Regions from separate parts of the Anas platyrhynchos genome. Here region 1 is linked to region 2. The links are chromatin contacts, called in public Hi-C maps. All regions are on one chromosome and are shown on one strand. The core of a region is the stretch at or near the end of the contact, and the rest is flanking DNA. Distances in the headings are between cores, read along the strand shown. Region 1 overlaps LOC110352930 (a long non-coding RNA gene). Region 2 overlaps LOC140002576 (a long non-coding RNA gene).

Region 1 (3,297 bases), core at 43-2,542, 100 kb after region 2:
TTATGAATGCAAATAATTGCAAATTAAGCCCCAGATGTCTAAAGAGCAGCAGGAGTGACCATTTATTTGATGTATGATGCACATCATGTCATTTCTGTGTCACTCCTCAAGGGGTTAAATGAGTTTCATGGCTTGGGCATTTTAAGAAAATAATAAACAGTGCAGCTCATCCAAAAAACAGCTGCTGTTTTTTTTTTTTTTTTAAAAAAAAGAAGACAAAGATATTTAAAACATGTTTTCAATTGCCTGCTAAGAAAATAAGTTTACATAAGAGAAACCTCTTTTCCTCCTGAAAAATCATGATTTTACCTTCTGCAGCAATTTAGGAAAAGCCAACATTTATCCATGTACTTAGCAACTAAAGAAATGAATTGCTGCGGTGGGCTACATTAAACATAGATGGATCAGAATTAGGTCAGTGGAGAAAACACAGACTGTACCCTTCAGAGCTAGGCATGCATCCACATTACCTTAAAGATGTTTATGTAATGAATGTCTGTGTTTGCCTGCATATTTCAGTGCATGTACACGATAGACCATGAAACTTTTTGTAACAAGCATTTGTGTAAGAAACATCCCCAGCATGTTTTCATTTTCATTGAACAACAACACTTCTATTGATAGGGATAGAGTTTACTTGACTCTCTTGGTGTCAGATTTCACTGCAGGGCTCACTATTCATCCTCTAAATGTGGAGCCTGGTCAGTATAGGCACTCCCTTAACTTTACAGGGTGTTAGATCAGGTCTTGGAATTCCTCTCCATCAGCTAGTGCTTACTCAGTCGACAATACTACATTTAGCTTTCTCACCTATGCAGCTGAAGTTCTTCACAACCGAACCTCTTCACAACCAAACCTCTGCCTGGGTTTTTATAAAGACATCTTGGTGCTCAATGTCCTGCTTTCTAATGTGCTACACAGCTGTCTCGTGCTCTTGGCTTCATGCCATCTTCATGTTACACCGCCCAGTAGGTCAACCGCTTCCACTCTGTTGTTTTGTTAATGCCTTTTATAGAACCACTTTTTTATAGTGTTACTTACAGGAAATGCCTTTCCTGTAACACCTCTGAATCATTTACAGCCTAAAATGTTGCTATATGCATCTCAGGCTTAAAGGATCCTGTCTTGCCCTATTCTGTGTAGTAACATCACAGGATATGTAGACCATGCATTGACTTGCGACAAAATTAAAAAGGATTTTTTAAAAGAAAATCCTTTCATCTTCTGGCATGTGACTACTAACTTTGATGGGAAACACCTAGACAGATCAGAACTTGGACTGATTAGTTATCAACCTTGAGCCTAGATAATGAGGGGAACTATACGGGTGCAGTGTACTAAGTGTGAAGATAGGAAAGTGTAAAAATTCAGCAAAATTGCTTTGTGATAATTAGTGGAAAGGAGGTCACAGTGTGTCTTTCTGTCCTACGCAAGCCTCTTATTTATTATTGTGGCATAACAGCATATGGCTCTGAGTTTTTAGTGGACTAATACCATTTCTCAGTTGTTTTTGCTTTCTCTTTTCTCACAGTAAGATGCAACTTAAATTCCTAAACTCAAAACCCCCAAAAATTCAACCCACAAGCCCCAGTGGTATTTGGAGTTTATGTATTCTTTAACCAAAGGCCTTTGCATAACCAGATACTGGTACATTCTTTAGTGAAATTCTTGAAACTTTGGGCTTAACCACTACTTCTTACACTGAGGTGCTTGAAAACATGTCAACTATGTAGCTGTACTGGAGGGCTGTGCAGAGGGGGTATGTCCTTTTTCTCAAAGTGACTGACGGGTGTCAAGCTCCAGACCAAGTCAAGGTCCTGGCTCCAGCTTGAACAGTCTCAGTGATGTCAGAATTTTGGAATTTATATTTAAATATTTTTGTTATTATCATTATTACAGAGAAAAGCTGAATATTTGGCATGAATGAATCTAGTACAGAGATATCTGCTGGAATAAGCAAAGAACTTTAAAGCTTAGTGAGTTGGAAATTGCCTCATTCATTTTTTTTCATAGGTTATTAATTCTGAAGTCCTTGTGCTGCCTGCAGCAGTGGACTTGGGTGTGGACAGGAGAAGTTCACCAAATTGTGGGCAAAGAGGCTTGATTTCTGAAAGAACAAAAAGGAGCAATACAGCAAAATCCTTGTTGGAAGGAGAGATATAAAAGTGCTTACATAGACTTGAGAGAGACAGAAACACACAAAGGGTTTACAAGGCTGTAGTTAAAATGAAGTAGGATTTAGAAATGTATTTAGGAAAAATAATCCTGAAAAGGAAAAGAACAATCTCCCCTTCCACCCAAAATCAAAAAAGAACACTATTAAAATGTTCTTAAAGTATTTGGTTTCTTTTAATAACACTCATGATACATTGGGCAGTCCAACATGATTCTGTGTGTATTGGCAAAGCATAGTAGCCTTTTGGATACTTAATCTTCATCCAAGTGTGTTTCAGAACTATGTGTGATAAACCTCATTTGTTAAATACGGGAGATTGATCTACTCTATAACATAACAGTTGTGTTTCACATAATTAACCCAAATAATGTAACAGTAGCAGGTTTCCTGTCTCTTAGTTGACTTGCTCCATTTTTCTCCAAAGTGTGATGTTAATGAGAAATTCTGTTATCAGGACCCTTTTACTGAAATATTTCTAAAACACTGTAATTGCTTTTCCTTTAAAATCCTCTATATAATCCGCATTGCCGTTCAGTTTACTATGGGACACTAGTGAGAGCACACAGAAATAAAATCCAAGGTTAGGCCTTTCTTGCCCAGATTTGACAATGTTCTTGTTCAGATATCTTGAATGGGGAACATGATCAAGAAGCACAGAGCTCAACTGCCAGAGTCTAGAGCAAGCTAATCTGGCACTGCTGTTTGGGGCAGTGGATCCTTTGTGGTGTTAGGCATAGCACATGATCTCAGTCTCCCTTTCTGTTACATAGGGAGATGAGAATAATTTCATTCCTATTTGACACAATATGTGTATTTTCTACAGGCAGATGAAATGTTATGGAAATAGCCTTACTAAGGACTGTTCAAAATCAGAACGTATCCATCATTCATTATTTACTTATTTATTAACTTATTTATTAATTTTTGTTTTTATCTTTATTTTTACTTTTACTGTTACTCTTTTATTTTATTTTATTTTATTTTTATTTTTATTTATTTTAGTGAAGGAACTCAGTTCATAATTGAAGACACCAAAACATTTAAAGGTTGGATTTGTCTTCTGGAGAGTATTCTGAATTTCAAGAAAACTGCCCCCCCACTGTTTCATTATGAGAAATATT
Region 2 (3,225 bases), core at 188-2,687:
TTTAATCTTCCTAGCCAGAAACAAATAGAGAAGTCTATCTGGAGGGTTTTTCTTGTCTGATCTATCATGTGAACTACTTTGCACCATTCACCTGATGAAGGGCTGCAGAACCATGGGGTATAAAATAAGATATTAGTAAAGGACAGGCAGCTGTGTACACTTGTGTGATGCTGTACCAAGTGTATTGACTCTAATCACGATGTTATCAGAGTTCCTACATTCTGGAAATGCATGAAACTATATATGCTCATCTGCTTGGCACTCATTTCTTATATGGCTCATCTATTTTTTATTAGTGTCTTGATACTCCCTCCCAAACAATGATGCTTTTAGGAGACAAATAAGGAAGAGTTAAGAATATAATACATGCATTTTAATGGCACTATGAGGCGTGGTTTGTTATGCAGTTGTGTTTATTTGTAGGAAAAACAGTAGTTTGTATTCTAAAATTGCCTTGCCTCATAGGTGTGAGCCCACACAGTCAGCTTTGACTGTCATCTTGTACCACCATGTAACCCAGCAGCCCAGTGACAGGTGTTTGTTCACAAAGGGATTGGCCCATGCACACAGAGACACTTGATTCCCACAAGCAGTTCTCTGTGTGCCTTTGCTTCTCAACTTCTGCCAAATCCAAGCTGAAATTCCAGAAAGAAACAATAACGCTGACAGGAGTCACTTCAGACTAGGAAGCAATTGCTTTAGCTCCATGAACATAGACTATCTATCTTGTTTTGAAATGATTTTTAAACATCCCTTGGCTTCTCTGAGCTAGCACACTTTTACCCTGCAAGTCAGGTTATGAAAAGGGATGTGTTACCCCCTTTGCAGATGTGGTACGTGAGCCCAGTTACATCACATCTGAAGACAGATGGATCTCTGAGGGGAACTGCAGCATCCAATCATGTGTTTTCTGTCCCTCGCTATTGATTCATGTGGTTAGTCTGTTTCTGATTTTTCTTCTCTGTGTAGTTTAAGGGCAAGTCTGTGGTTTGCCCCATGTGCCCAAGCAAGGGAGCAAGGGTGCAGAAGACAGCCTGAAAATAAATAAATCAGAAACAGATAGACTAATTGCAAGGATGAATGCCAAGGGAGGAGAAAACACAGTATTTCTGTGACAGGTATGCCTTTCCTGTTGGAGGGGAGACTGACATTTTGGTATGTGACATAACTCTCTACCACATTGGAGAAGAGAGCTGGAGCATTCTCTTCCTCACCTGGCTGAGCAAAACCCTCTCGTGGGGTTTGCCCACACAGCATATCCCAGCGTGGGGAGGAACAGCTTCCCTGAGGTCGGGGTGGGGAGGAGCAAGGCTGGGAAACAAGAGGCTGCGCTCGCCTCTCTGGTGCCTCCCCCAGCAGCTGGCAGGGCTAAACTGACACGAGGAAGGATGTAATCTACTCCTGGTTGTTTTATGCTCCAAGCACATTACTTCCTTCCATGGAATAAGGGGATAGTCATGGATGTCGTTGTGACTCACGGGCTCCTGGGGCAGTGCAGCACTGTGCCATGCCTATAATCAAATGACCCGGGGGGTGAATTAGGAAGGCTTTTGATGTCATTCTCTGAGCACTGCACTGCAGGAGGCGAAGACTTCTTAATGTAACGTCAGTCTCTCTCTTAAACATAACCACCATGAAACTAACTTTGACTTGCCAGCAGCTGATACAGGCTGTGGCCTCCCTGCACCACTCTGGCACTTAGCATAAGAAATGTCATTGTGTGGGTGGATTAGGCAGAACCTGTCAAAGCTGTGTGCAAGTTCTTTGGCTGTGTTTCCTTCCCTGGGCTAATAATGCTGAGGAGATGGGGAGTAGGTTGACACATTTTCTGGCATGTGTCATGTAACCCAGTGAAGTGGAGGACATATCAGCCACAAGACTTTTCTGCTTTAGTAAGCTGCAGGCAGAAGTGACATGCTGCAGTGGCTAACAGTCTTAATCCTATGTGTATTCACTCTGCTGGCACTTGCAGCATGGTCTCAGCTTCCCCAGGGCAGAGCGACGGAGCCAGAGGTATGTCTGGAGGAAAGGGTAAGGGAACACATCCAGGCAGATATTGTTTAACCTCAGGGAAGCAGCAGTAGACAGCAGCATTTGCATAACACATTACCTACAGACAGACCCCAAACAGCTTTACAAGTTGACTGTCATGATCTCCACAAGAACCACTGAATTTGGCACTGATATACAGGGTGAAGTATTCACTAGCTGTTTTGCAGAGTACAAATGCTCCATAACAGTTTGACAGAGGATACACCAGATCCCTGTATCTGATAAGAAGAGACTTCTGGGACAGAAGATTCTAAAACAAGACAACCAGAGACTGATGAAATTTAGGACAGTCACTGGTGCTAGGTGCCTAAATTGGTGTGAGAGTAGTTGATAGGAATAGTGGGAGAGAGACAATTTCCCAAAGAGCAGCAGTAGCAAGATAAATCATCCTCAGGGGAGCAGGGAAGAGTGGTGGATTCACTCTCACAGAGAAGCCTGGTTTTGCACAGCTCTCTGCTTGAAGCCTGTGCTGAGGAGATGCAGCTTGAGGCAATATACCGGGTGGGTTCCTCAAAAATCACCATCAGAATAGCAGAAGATGCTACAAGCATGTCTACCCAGTATGACTGAGATGCTGCCTCCTGTCACTGCTGCTATGTTGCAGGCTCTCAGGAAAAGACGGGGCAGCTGGGTATCAGCTGTGTGCCACACAACACAGCGGTCATAGGTGTGATGTGAGCAATACATAGCAGGAATATTGCAGGAGCAATACCCAATTCATTGGAAAGACATGCTGTACTGTGTTTTTTCCTGTAACTCATCGTTAAAAAAAAAAAAAAAAAAAGGAAAGAAAAAGAAAAAAGGGACCAACAACCTCTGCAAGTAACTAAGGGTGAATGACAATTGCTACTCTGTTGTAGTATCTCAGGTCAGGAATTGTTGTCCCCAGGTTCCCTGTAAAACTGAAAAGAGCAGTAAACACATATATTAAGTGGTAATAATACAGCTTGATGGGCATGGAGGCAGCCCATTTGGAAAGGAACTGCACAATTGCCCCACAGGGTAGGGATGCCTCCTCCCTTCACTTGCTGTTGTTGAGCCACAACATGGGATTACAGTATGGGGGCGACAGACCCTGCCCGGTAGTTGCATCTCCTGCAAGCACACACCATCCCACCCACACAGGTGCTGCTCCTGTGTCAGATGCAGCTGATTAGCAAGCCAGTCAGATGG

Evidence for each region. A called contact is a pair of places that touch in the nucleus more often than the background predicts.
Region 1: a contact with region 2 is called in a Hi-C map of F1 follicle, with 2.2 times the contacts expected there. The contact joins two enhancer-like sites. A contact is called at or near these places in 2 of 8 Hi-C or Micro-C datasets (F1 follicle and small yellow follicle).

The regions. Positions count from the first base shown.
Region 1 is chr5:11,951,944-11,955,240 of IASCAAS_PekinDuck_T2T, forward strand. The region is part of intron 12 of LOC110352930 (a long non-coding RNA gene); the gene reads left to right. Among named protein-coding and RNA genes, the nearest start is that of DIO3, 160 kb to the left of the region's middle. Within about 2 kb of position 1,293, at least 2 of the 8 cell types and tissues checked have an H3K27ac peak or open chromatin away from gene starts, as enhancers often do. A contact at or near this core is called in F1 follicle and small yellow follicle, where this site is marked.
Region 2 is chr5:11,850,899-11,854,123 of IASCAAS_PekinDuck_T2T, forward strand. All of the region lies in intron 1 of LOC140002576 (a long non-coding RNA gene), which reads right to left. Among named protein-coding and RNA genes, the nearest start is that of DIO3, 63 kb to the left of the region's middle. Within about 2 kb of position 1,438, at least 4 of the 8 cell types and tissues checked have an H3K27ac peak or open chromatin away from gene starts, as enhancers often do. A contact at or near this core is called in F1 follicle and small yellow follicle, where this site is marked.